Linked DNA regions of Sus scrofa: region 2 is linked to region 1. A link is a contact called in public HiChIP or PLAC-seq data. All regions are on one chromosome and are shown on one strand. Each heading gives the region's core, a stretch centred on a gene start, on an enhancer-like site or on the middle of the called end of the contact. The rest is flanking DNA. Distances are from core to core; before and after follow the strand shown. Region 1 has its middle 110 kb from the start of INHBA. Region 2 has its middle 28 kb from the start of INHBA.

Evidence for each region. HiChIP or PLAC-seq counts read pairs in DNA pulled down with a chosen protein or histone mark.
Region 2: a contact with region 1 is called in an H3K27ac HiChIP or PLAC-seq map of alveolar macrophages. The contact joins two enhancer-like sites. A contact is called at or near these places in 1 of 47 Hi-C or Micro-C datasets (embryonic fibroblasts) and 1 of 2 datasets of contacts at active chromatin or transcription factors (alveolar macrophages).

Annotation. Positions count from the first base shown.
Region 1 is chr18:52,776,630-52,781,650 of Sscrofa11.1, reverse strand. No RefSeq gene overlaps it. Among named protein-coding and RNA genes, the nearest start is that of INHBA, 110 kb to the left of the region's middle. Within about 2 kb of position 2,105, at least 3 of the 83 cell types and tissues checked have an H3K27ac peak or open chromatin away from gene starts, as enhancers often do. A contact at or near this core is called in alveolar macrophages, where this site is marked.
Region 2 is chr18:52,858,844-52,863,864 of Sscrofa11.1, reverse strand. No RefSeq gene overlaps it. Among named protein-coding and RNA genes, the nearest start is that of INHBA, 28 kb to the left of the region's middle. Within about 2 kb of position 2,479, at least 18 of the 83 cell types and tissues checked have an H3K27ac peak or open chromatin away from gene starts, as enhancers often do. A contact at or near this core is called in alveolar macrophages, where this site is marked.

The DNA.
Region 1 (5,021 bases), core at 856-3,355:
GTGCATTTCTATTTTCAAATTAGTGTTTGGGTTTTTTTAATAAATAGCCCAGAGTGGAATTGCTGGGTCATGTACTCTTTCTATTTTAGTTTTTGGAGGAGCTTTCCGTACTTCTTTCCACAGGAGCTGCACCAATTTACACTCCCACCAACAGTGTCCCATGGTTTCCTTTTCACCACATCTTCGCCAGCATTTGATATTTGTGTTCTTCTTGATGATAGCCTGAGTAGACAGATGTTCAAAGTGGTTGTTATTTATTTCCCTTATATATAAACATATGTAAATATATGTATTTATTAATACACATTTATTTCTTAATAAAAATGTTTAATTACCTTCTCATATTCCTCTTCTAATGCCCTTCCTCTAATGTGGGCCCGTTTTTGACCTGTACCATTTTCCTCTTCCTAAAGAGCTTATTTTTACATCTCTTATGAGACAGGTCTACTAACAACAAATTCCCTCGAGGTTTGTTTGTCTAAGAAAATCTGCTTCTTGGAGTTCCCATCGAGGCTCAGTGGTTAACGAATCCGATTAGGAACCATTAGGTTGCGGGTTTGATCCCTGGCCTTGCTCAGTGGGTTCAGGATCTGGCGTTGCCATGAGCTGTGGTGTGGCTCGGATCCCTGTTGCTGTGGCTGTGGTGTAGGCCGGTGGCTACAGCTCTGATTTGACCCCTAGCCTGGGAACCTCCACATGCCGCGGGAGCTGTGGAAGAAAATGACAAAAAGACGAAAAAAAAGAAGAAAAAAAGAAAATCTACGTCTCCATCTCTATGACAGTGTTCATGTCTCAGGAGACAAAATAGTTAACATGTCGAGAGAAAAACCACACCAACCTAGAGTTTTGTCTCCTGAGACGTGAACACTGTCGTAGAGAGATGGAGACGTGGAAGCAGGCTTTCTTTTTTTAATCTGTGGTTTGGTGTCTTTTTGCTTATACGGTTCCTGAGGAGAATACGGATTGAATTCTTATCTCTGCTCCTCTTTGCAGTAATAACGGAGAATTTATCAGATTAAGGCCAGACACTGTTATGGACTGAACTGTGTTCCCCCCAAATGTATGTGTTGAAGTGCTAACCCCTCCTAGGACAGCCTTTGCAAACAGAGCCTGTAAGAAGGTAATAATGTTAAGTGGGGTCAAGAATGGTGATGTAATCTGATGGGACTGGAGTCTTTTTTGGTTTTTTTGGTTTTTTGGAGGGGTTTTTTTGTCTTTTTGCCATGTCTTGGGCCACTCCCTCGGCATATGGAGGTTCCCAGGCTAGGGGTCGAATGGGAGCTGAGCCGCCTGCCTACACCAGAGCCACAGCAACGCGGGATCAAAGCCACAGTCTGCAACCTACACCACAGCTCACGACAACGCCGGATCCTTAACCCGCTGAGCAAGTCCAGGATCGAACCCGAAACCTCACGGTTCCTAGTCAGATGCATTAACCACTGCGCCACAGTGGAACTCCGGGACTGGTGTCTTTTTAAGAAGAAGAAGGAAGGCAAGAGAGATCCTCTCTATCTCTGTGGCATACGCACAGAGAAGAGGCCAGATGAGGACAAAGAGAGAAAGCAGTCAGCTACAAGCTAGGAGTAGAGGTCCAACTGGAAACCAAGCCTGATCGCAACTTGATCTTGACCTTCTAGCTCCAGAACCATGAGAAAATCAGTCTCTGTTATTCAGTCCACCCAGTTTTTGCCTTTTGTTAAAGCAAACTAAGCAGGCTAGTAGACACCAAACCACAGATCTAGGAACCTCAGAGACCATTAAGCAGGTTAAGGGCAAATATATATATGCAACCTACACCACAGCTCATGGCAACACCGGATCCTTAATCCACTGAGTGAGGCCAGGGATCAAACCCAGGTCCCCATGGATACTAGTTGAGTTCATTTCCCCTGAACCAGAGCGGGAACTCCTTGGTCCCCCATTTCAAAGTGCTAAGATTCTACAACCCTTTCCGTGGTCAGGAAGAGTGTGATGGAATCCGAAGTGTCTTACTCCTAGCAGCTTCGCCAGAGTCATTTCCTCTTTTCTCTTGTATCAGGTCAGAACTCCCTTCAATTTTTGGCTCCATAAAACCCTACTTCTTCTTTCTCTCTAATCTGAGTCAGAAGGAAAGGTTTTCTGGGGAGAGCAGAGCCAGGAAGTAAGACCATTCTAAAAAAGATGTCAGGGAGTTCCCGTTGTGTCACAGAGGAAAAGAATCTGACGAGGAACCATGACGTTTCGGGTTCAATCCCTGGCCTCCCTCAGTGGGTTAAGGATCTGGCATTGCCGTGAACTGCAGTGTAGGTCACAGACGTGGCTGGGACCTGGCATTGCTGTGGCTGTGGTGTAGGCCACAGCTGTAGCTCCGATTCAACCCCTAGCCTGGGAACCTCCATATGCTGCGAGTGCCGCCCTAAAAAGCAAAAAAAAAAAAAAAAGAAAAAAAGAAAGAATCCAGAATTGGGCAGCTCTCTAGAAACATTAGGCAGTGAGAAAGGAAGCTGGGAAGTAAGTTTGGCTGCTGCCATTGCGAGCAGAGGGAGGGTAGAAGGAAGAGTGAGGTTGGAAGGAATTGGATTAATTTTCCTGGTAACTCAGGAAACAGTACCTCTGTATCTACATCATTCCCTCGTTGACGTGCCCTGGGTTATCAGAACCAGCCATTAAAACTGCTACTGAAATGGCAACATCTATTGCATTACGAGTGGATAAGAAATGAGGTCCCGCTGCACAGTGCAGGGAACTGTACCCAATCACTTGTGACAGAACATGAGGGAAGATAGTATGAGAAAAAGAATATATATGTATAACCGGGTCACTTTTCTGTACAGCAGAAATTGACAGAACATTGTAAATCAACTACGATTTTTAAAAATTTAAATACAAAATGTGAAATTGCAACATCAGTTTGGAAGTCAGACGTTTTCTACTCAGATTTTGGCAAGACCTCCTCCATCCTGGAGTTGGAAAGGGGAGCAGGAAGACAGCTGAGGCTTAGCTAACATTTAAAATGGGAATGAGCCTATCACCCCTGTTCCCTCTGGGTCCTTCTTCGGGTGAAAACAATCTGGTTTTTGGTTCCTGAGCTGACCCTCTATACGTCCAGAGACGCCCCAGTCCCTCAAGGCCTCTGCTTCCAAAGGACACCCAGGAGGCTCAACACCCACCTCTTCCATAGGTTTTCCAACCTCCCTCGTCCCCCCACGGTGGCCCTCTCCACGTGGGAAGCCTTGCTATGTATGGGTCTTTCATTCTGCTGCCAAAATGGATTTCACTTGTATTTGAACAAGCACCCCTGTTGTGTGGTCAAAACACAACTTCATGTTATGACTGTTATTCACCTGACGTTATCTCATTAGAGTTATTTAGGGAGGCGACCCTCCATTACTCCTAGATGGAAACTTTATTTGCCCCAAGAAATTTCTGCTTAAATAATAGACATGTAATAGATCTTACGTAACGACTTTATTTTTATTTTTATTTTTTTTGTCTTTTTGCCTTTTCTTGGGCCGCTCCTGTGCCATATGGAGGTTCCCAGGCTAGGGGTCGAATATGAGCTGCTACGCCAGAGCCATAGCAATGCAGGATCCAAGCCACATCTTCGACCTACACCACAGCTCATGGCAACACCAGATCCTTAACCCACTGAGTGAGGCCAGGGATCAAACCTGCAACCTCATGGTTCCTAGTTGGATTCGTTAACCACTGAGCCATGACGGGAACTCCCAATAATGACTTCAAAGTCTTGATTCTGAAGTCAGAACATCCAGACTAAGATTTAAGCAAAACACTGAACTTTTTTTAATGCTCCACATCCTCGCTTTAGTCTTGAGAGCTGCAATTCTAAGGAAGATGTAGGCACTTCTTTTTATTGTTGACACCACCCTCCCCGCAGACCCTGTGCTTGCTGCATGTGTTCTGATCAGGTCAGAACAGGCAGAGGAGATGGCAGAAAGCAGAAAGCCTTGTTGGCATATGTACTAAGGAGGCTGAACTTGCCCCCTTGGGCCTGGCGGATGAATAAGGCTGACTCCTTGCCGTGTTGACAATTTCTTTGTTCTCAGGAGTTTCCATCACCAAGGATTTTGTTTATGCTGTTACCTTGATCTTGAAAGACACAGTCTATTCCAAATGGACAACCTCTAGGGGCCTTATGTTAAATTTCAGCTTCCTACTGTGGGGTTTCGTCCCTCTCTTAGGGACAGCTCCCTAGACAGCCACATGCCTGACCTCACTCTCTTTTTGTCTCTGTGCATCTGTCTGTCTCTTTCCCTCTCTCCCTGCTCAGCTCCATGGGAAATGAACAAGCGTCCTTTGCCCCAACAAGGGCTGGGAGCACCAGCAAATTTCACTGCAGCCACTTCCATCCTGTAATGACCGGCTGACAGAGTTCTGGTGATCAGACTCGGGTCTCCCAAATGCAGAGGACACAGTGCAAGCTCTTCAGCTGGTCCATGGAAGCCTCTCATTGGGCTTGTGATGAAGTGGCAACAGCCCATCTCTGCACCCCCTCCTATCTCCTAGGAGTGGGGGACCCTGCCACAGGGTGTTGCAACAGTCCTTTCTAAAGAAATATATTTTCAAAACTTTCCTTTTCTCAGTTCCCAATTCTTGTTTTATTTGAAGTCACTGAGGGAATTAAAATACCAGATAATCACCATACAAACAATCCCTCTACATTTTCCAAGTGGGAATCAATCACCCTGACATTCCTTGGGTATATGATATCTCTCGAGTTCACACCCAGGTCAAAACTTTGGGAAGAAGATCCTGCTACCAAGGAAGCCTCACTTTTCTCCAGTATCTGAGCTAATAGCCTCTCTCTCTCTTTTTTTTTATCAGCTTGGAACTGGAGGCTCAGAGAGGTTAAGAATCTCTCCCAGGTCATCCAGCCATTAGATTGAAGAGCTGAAATTTGAATCCAAGATGCTGTCTCCATTCCTGAGCTTTAAACCTCTTGGCTGTGATGTCTACTGTGTCTCACGTACGAAAGGCATCCTTTCTAACTTGGAGAAAAGCACCTATTCCCCAATGTGGTA
Region 2 (5,021 bases), core at 1,230-3,729, 82 kb before region 1:
GGAGATCTTGCTTGAGAAATGCAATACGTGCTTCTAAGTGCTTTGAACAAACGACAGCTACGTCCAGAGAGGAGGGTTTTCGAAGCATAGAGGAGAGAGGGCCGTGTCTGCCTAATGGAATTGTGTGACTTGGATTGGAAGCTCTGTCGCCTGGGGTATCTACCGTGCTTTCAGGTTTTTCTGAAACCTACAAGTGAGTTTTGTGTGAACTTCTACATGCAGATAGAGCTTGAGAGGAATCCAGAGACACTGCCCGTCACTTATGCGAGACACAGCGCCATTGCCTTTATCTCCCTGAACCCTAATTAAAATTTTTTATCAAAGTGTAGTTGATTGGCAGTGTTGTGCCAATTTCTGCTGTACAGCACAGTGACCCAGTCAAACGTATACACATTCATTCTTTTCTCATACTATCTTCCATCCTGGTCTATCCCCAGGGACTGGATGTAGATCCTGTGCTGTGCAGTAAGACCTCGTTGCTTATCCATTCTAAATGGAATGGTTTGCATCTGCCAACCTCAAACTCCCCATCCATCATAATCCCTCCCCCCTCCCCCTTGGCAACCACAAGGCAGTTCTCTCTGTCTTGCGAGTCTGTTTCTGTTTTGCAGATAGGTTCATTTGTGCCATATTTGAGATTCCACATAGTGATACCATATGGCATTTGTCTTTCTCTTTCTGACTTGCTTCACTCAGTATGATAATCTCTAGCGACATCCTTGGTGCTGCAAATGACATTATTTGATTCTTTTTTATCGCTGAATAGTATTCCATTGTGCAGCTGTACCCCTCTCCTTAATCCAGTCATCTCTTCGTGCCCACCTTCTATTCCAAGGTAGGCTGAGACTTCCTTCTGCCACAGGGGGGGCCAGTGCTTATTGATTCCGGCTGCCTGTGCTCATTCCATCTCATAGACTGTTGATATGCCAGTGGATGGACTCAGTGCACAATTCAGGCCAGTGAGTAAAATCTGGAGCTTTGGGAAAATTTTCTTCACCCTTAAGAAAACGGACATACAAAAAAATATCCATTTTCCTGTCTCTGAATGTCACTCTCTGAGGATGTGATACTGGGTACAGTGAACTTGTGACCTTGAATAAGAAAAAGCCAAACTTATCGCAGGACAGCTGATGCCACTGAGCTCCCGAGTGAACTTCTCTGGGAACACCCAGGGCTCAGACTTCCTGTGAGTTAAGATCATAGGTGACTTTAGTTGTTGTCACTTTCAGCTAGGTCTTCTGTCACTTGCAGCTGCATATGTCCTAAGTGATTAAAAAGAAGAAGAAGAAGAAGAAATCATCTTGAGAGGCACAGAGTCTTGAGACTGTTGGGTTGTTGGAGAAAGAGTAACTGGACTCACAGAGAAGGCGTAGCTCACCTCGGTCAGAGAAGCCAGTTTGCTGTCGGGACTTTGTTTTCTCCACTCTATCATACACTGTCGCACGCGGAGGTGCTGGTTAGTCTAGTCCACTGGCATTTAATTTCATTCAAATGATCTTCTTGTTATGATTTTGATGCCTCTTAAAATGAAATATTTAGCTTGCCTAGCCAGGTAATGGGAACTCTCTAGCCAGAGGGTTAGAAACCAGGCTCACCCCTGTAATTTACTGCCCACGACTATAGATCGAGCCAATGCCAGAAAATTGAGAAAAGGAATAAACGACACGAGAACTGCCACCGGATCTGTCAACAATATATGGTGAGGCTGGACATGCCCAGCGGTTACAACCAAGCCATAAATACAGAGTCTATATTTTACCCCATGATTGGACCGTTGTTTGATTTTCATGATTGATGTTTGCGCACCCTCCGAGTCTTAAATTCTAAATCTGCCATCTTGTACTGTCCTGGCATTAGGGAAAAGGGAAAAGGCTTCTTAAGAGATTGTTTTGCATAGCTTCCCAGACCTTGGCTCCATCGCATTTGCATCCTGAGCATAAGGGGATTAACTTGTTTGTAATACAATGAAGCAGCCCAGCCCAAGGTACTCCGGAGGAGACAGGACCCAGGACAGGGGGATCTGGTGAGGGTGGAGGCAGAGAAGAGGAGGTGTTTAGATAGGAAAGCGTCAGAGTCTAGCAACAAGTGCTTTAAAAAAATCCGTTATAAATAATTCATCAACTCATAACCCGTTCTTTACAATGCCAGGTCCACCATCTCTGCCAAAAAGACTCTGTTTTTGGAGAGAACCCTCCCTTCTCTTTAGCAGCCTGAGCTCTGCCTGAGAAGCTGATTTATGCTGAGAGATCACTACCGATAGCAGGATGCTGAGAGGGATCCTCCTTTACCTCCTGCAAATCACCCTCGCTCCCACATAAGCTGTAGAGCCAAACCGACAGATCCTCTGTGTTTGGAGAAGCCGCTGTGTTTGGATCATGGCAGCCCCTTTGTGGCAAAGATGAGAGCTGGAGAATCATCTGACCCCAGGGCCTAACTCCTTCAGGAGACTCTGCTGACGTGCTGACAGCTCTCTTACCACTGTTCACATCTTCCACTGTGATTCTGCCAAATTGGCAACCAGAGCCACACACAGTTCATCTTCTGCTTGGAAGGAAGTCCCTCTCAAGAACTAACAACACTTGCGTTTTCACAACTCTCTAAAGCACAAGGTCTTCTAGAAACTTCCCTAAGAACCTCCGTGGGCTGTGGACAGTGGCTGCCAGCTGCGTCTTCCGGGCGTCCAGGCCGTGTGGTACAGAATTGTCAACAGGAAGTTTCTCAAGTCTTCAAGTCTCTTCTTTCGAATCAGGTCTTTCTCAGATGTCTTCTATGGAAGAGGATTTGTTCCGGAGCCCACCAGCTTATCTTCAGATTCTTTAAAAACCTTTCTCGAAGAAGTCGTATGGGAACGAAAACGGAACTGAGGGCCGGGTGTCCGCAGCAGATGTGCATGTAGAAAGCCTGGCTTCTTTCTCAGACAAGAGCATTCCCTTTCTCTGTTCAGTGTGTGCTGAGCGGAAAGGAAAGGGAATGAGTCTGGGGAGGCAGGTCCTCATTTAGTCTCATAAAATCTCACTTCATTTTCATGAGGTTTACATGCCTGACTGCTAATTAAGTCTTATTAAATCAGAATTTCTCTTTTTTCATTTAAATATGAGCTTTAATTATATAAAACAACCATTGCTGTAGAAATGATGGTAGGCATTTCTTTGAGCTTTGAGTGCCCTCTACTGGAACAAGGAAAAAGTAAAAAATCAATAGCACACAGGTCTAGGTAGAGTTTTGTCCTAACTACTGAAATGGTGTTGCTACTGGGAAAATAATAACACCTGCAAGAACTCAACCTATATATTGTTCACAATGACCTGATAGTTATTAATTTTTTTTTCTAAAAATGACTTATTTAATGGAGCTAGGGGTGCCTACCTTGCGGGTCGTACCTTTACAAAACCTCCTGAAAGCTACCGACAAGAAGCATCTTGCTAGCTGGCGGGCCTGCTCTTTTACTTCCAGTGGCTCCATGTCTCCATGTTCTTCGTTTTTGGCTTACAGCTCTGGCCCCTGAGACAGAGTTAGTCCCTGGATCAGTTTTCCCCTTTAACCTTTTCCTTCCAAAATCTCACGTGATTTCAATTTCATTGGGTTGCCCCATTTCCTACCCTCTGACCTCCTAAATGCCCACTGTGGACCAACCACCAGGTTTCTTCTTTCCGCTGCCACCCAAAGCCTTCACGCCCACACTCCTCACTGTCAACACACCAAGCCTGGACTCCCTCCCTGTTCTCTACTGAATCAGGCTCTCCAGCCACCCCCCCATTTCAATTTATTTCCTAACTTGTTTGGACTTCATGGTTTATTATTTCAACCATGCTGTCCTCAACCCACTCATTTCCTCCAACCCTTTGATTGTCTGCTGTATGAGCCTTGCAAATAATCTATTCTACAAAAGCCTGATGATTCATTTGAACTGACTCTGATTTCTAATGTTCAGAAGCTCTGCTGAAGAGAATCTTATTGCTTTAGTCATAAACCGATGATAAACTCCTTTGGCTAATCTCAGGTGAGACCCCAGGTACGCTCAACCGTGCTCTTTCTTACCTGCAGTTTGCTTATTTTTCTAATCCCTTAAGGAGTATTCAAACCTTGACTCCTTCCCTTATGCTTAACACTCAATTTGCTTCTTCTTTTTTTTTTTTTTTTTTGTCTTTTTTTTTAGGGCTGCACCTATGGCATATGGAAGTTCCCAGGCTAGGGTCAAGCTGGAGCTGTAGCTGCTAGTCTACATCACAGCCACAACAATGAGGGATCCAAGCCATGTCTGCGACCTACACCACAGCTCACAGCAATGCCTGATACTTAACCCACTGATAGAGGCCAGGGATTGAACCTGGGTCCTCATGGATTACTAGTCAGTTTCGCTGTCGCTGAGCCATGACAGGAACTCCTCAACTTGCTTCTTAATTTTCAGAAAGAAAGTGAGGCGACTGGACCTTAAATTCCTGTATCCTGTTCTTCCTGATTTGTCTGTCTCAGCTCTCCTTCTGCCATGGGAGATCAGCATCTTCTTTATCTGCTTTGGATTTTACGCCTGAATTCTTTTCTCCTTTCCTTTTTTTTTTTTTTTTTTTTTTTTTACTGTTGCTCAATTTTTCTCTCTCTCCAAGGTACTTCTTCCTTAGACTTAGACTATAAACATTCCAGATTCTCCACTGTTCTACTTCCTCCCACTCAAAGGCAGGCCCCTCTCCCAACCTAGACTCTCCCACCACCGATCATGCCATCTTTCCCCGGCTCCACCGTGAAGCTTTTTGAAAATGTAAAGTGTATTCCTCGCTTCGACTTTCCGTTACCACTCTCTCCTCCCTCCAACCCACTTCGGTTTTATTTTTCTATCATCAGTCAGGACCTGCTCTCTCAAAGGTAACCAAAGCCTTCTGTAACATCAGATTCCCAGCATTATCTACTTTATTCTCAGCCATCGTTAGCTGAGGCGCCAGAGCCCAGCGCCAGAGCCCAAGACTGACTGCCCTCCAACCCACTGCCCAGCCAGCAGGAAGAAGGAAAGGACACAGAAAGATACA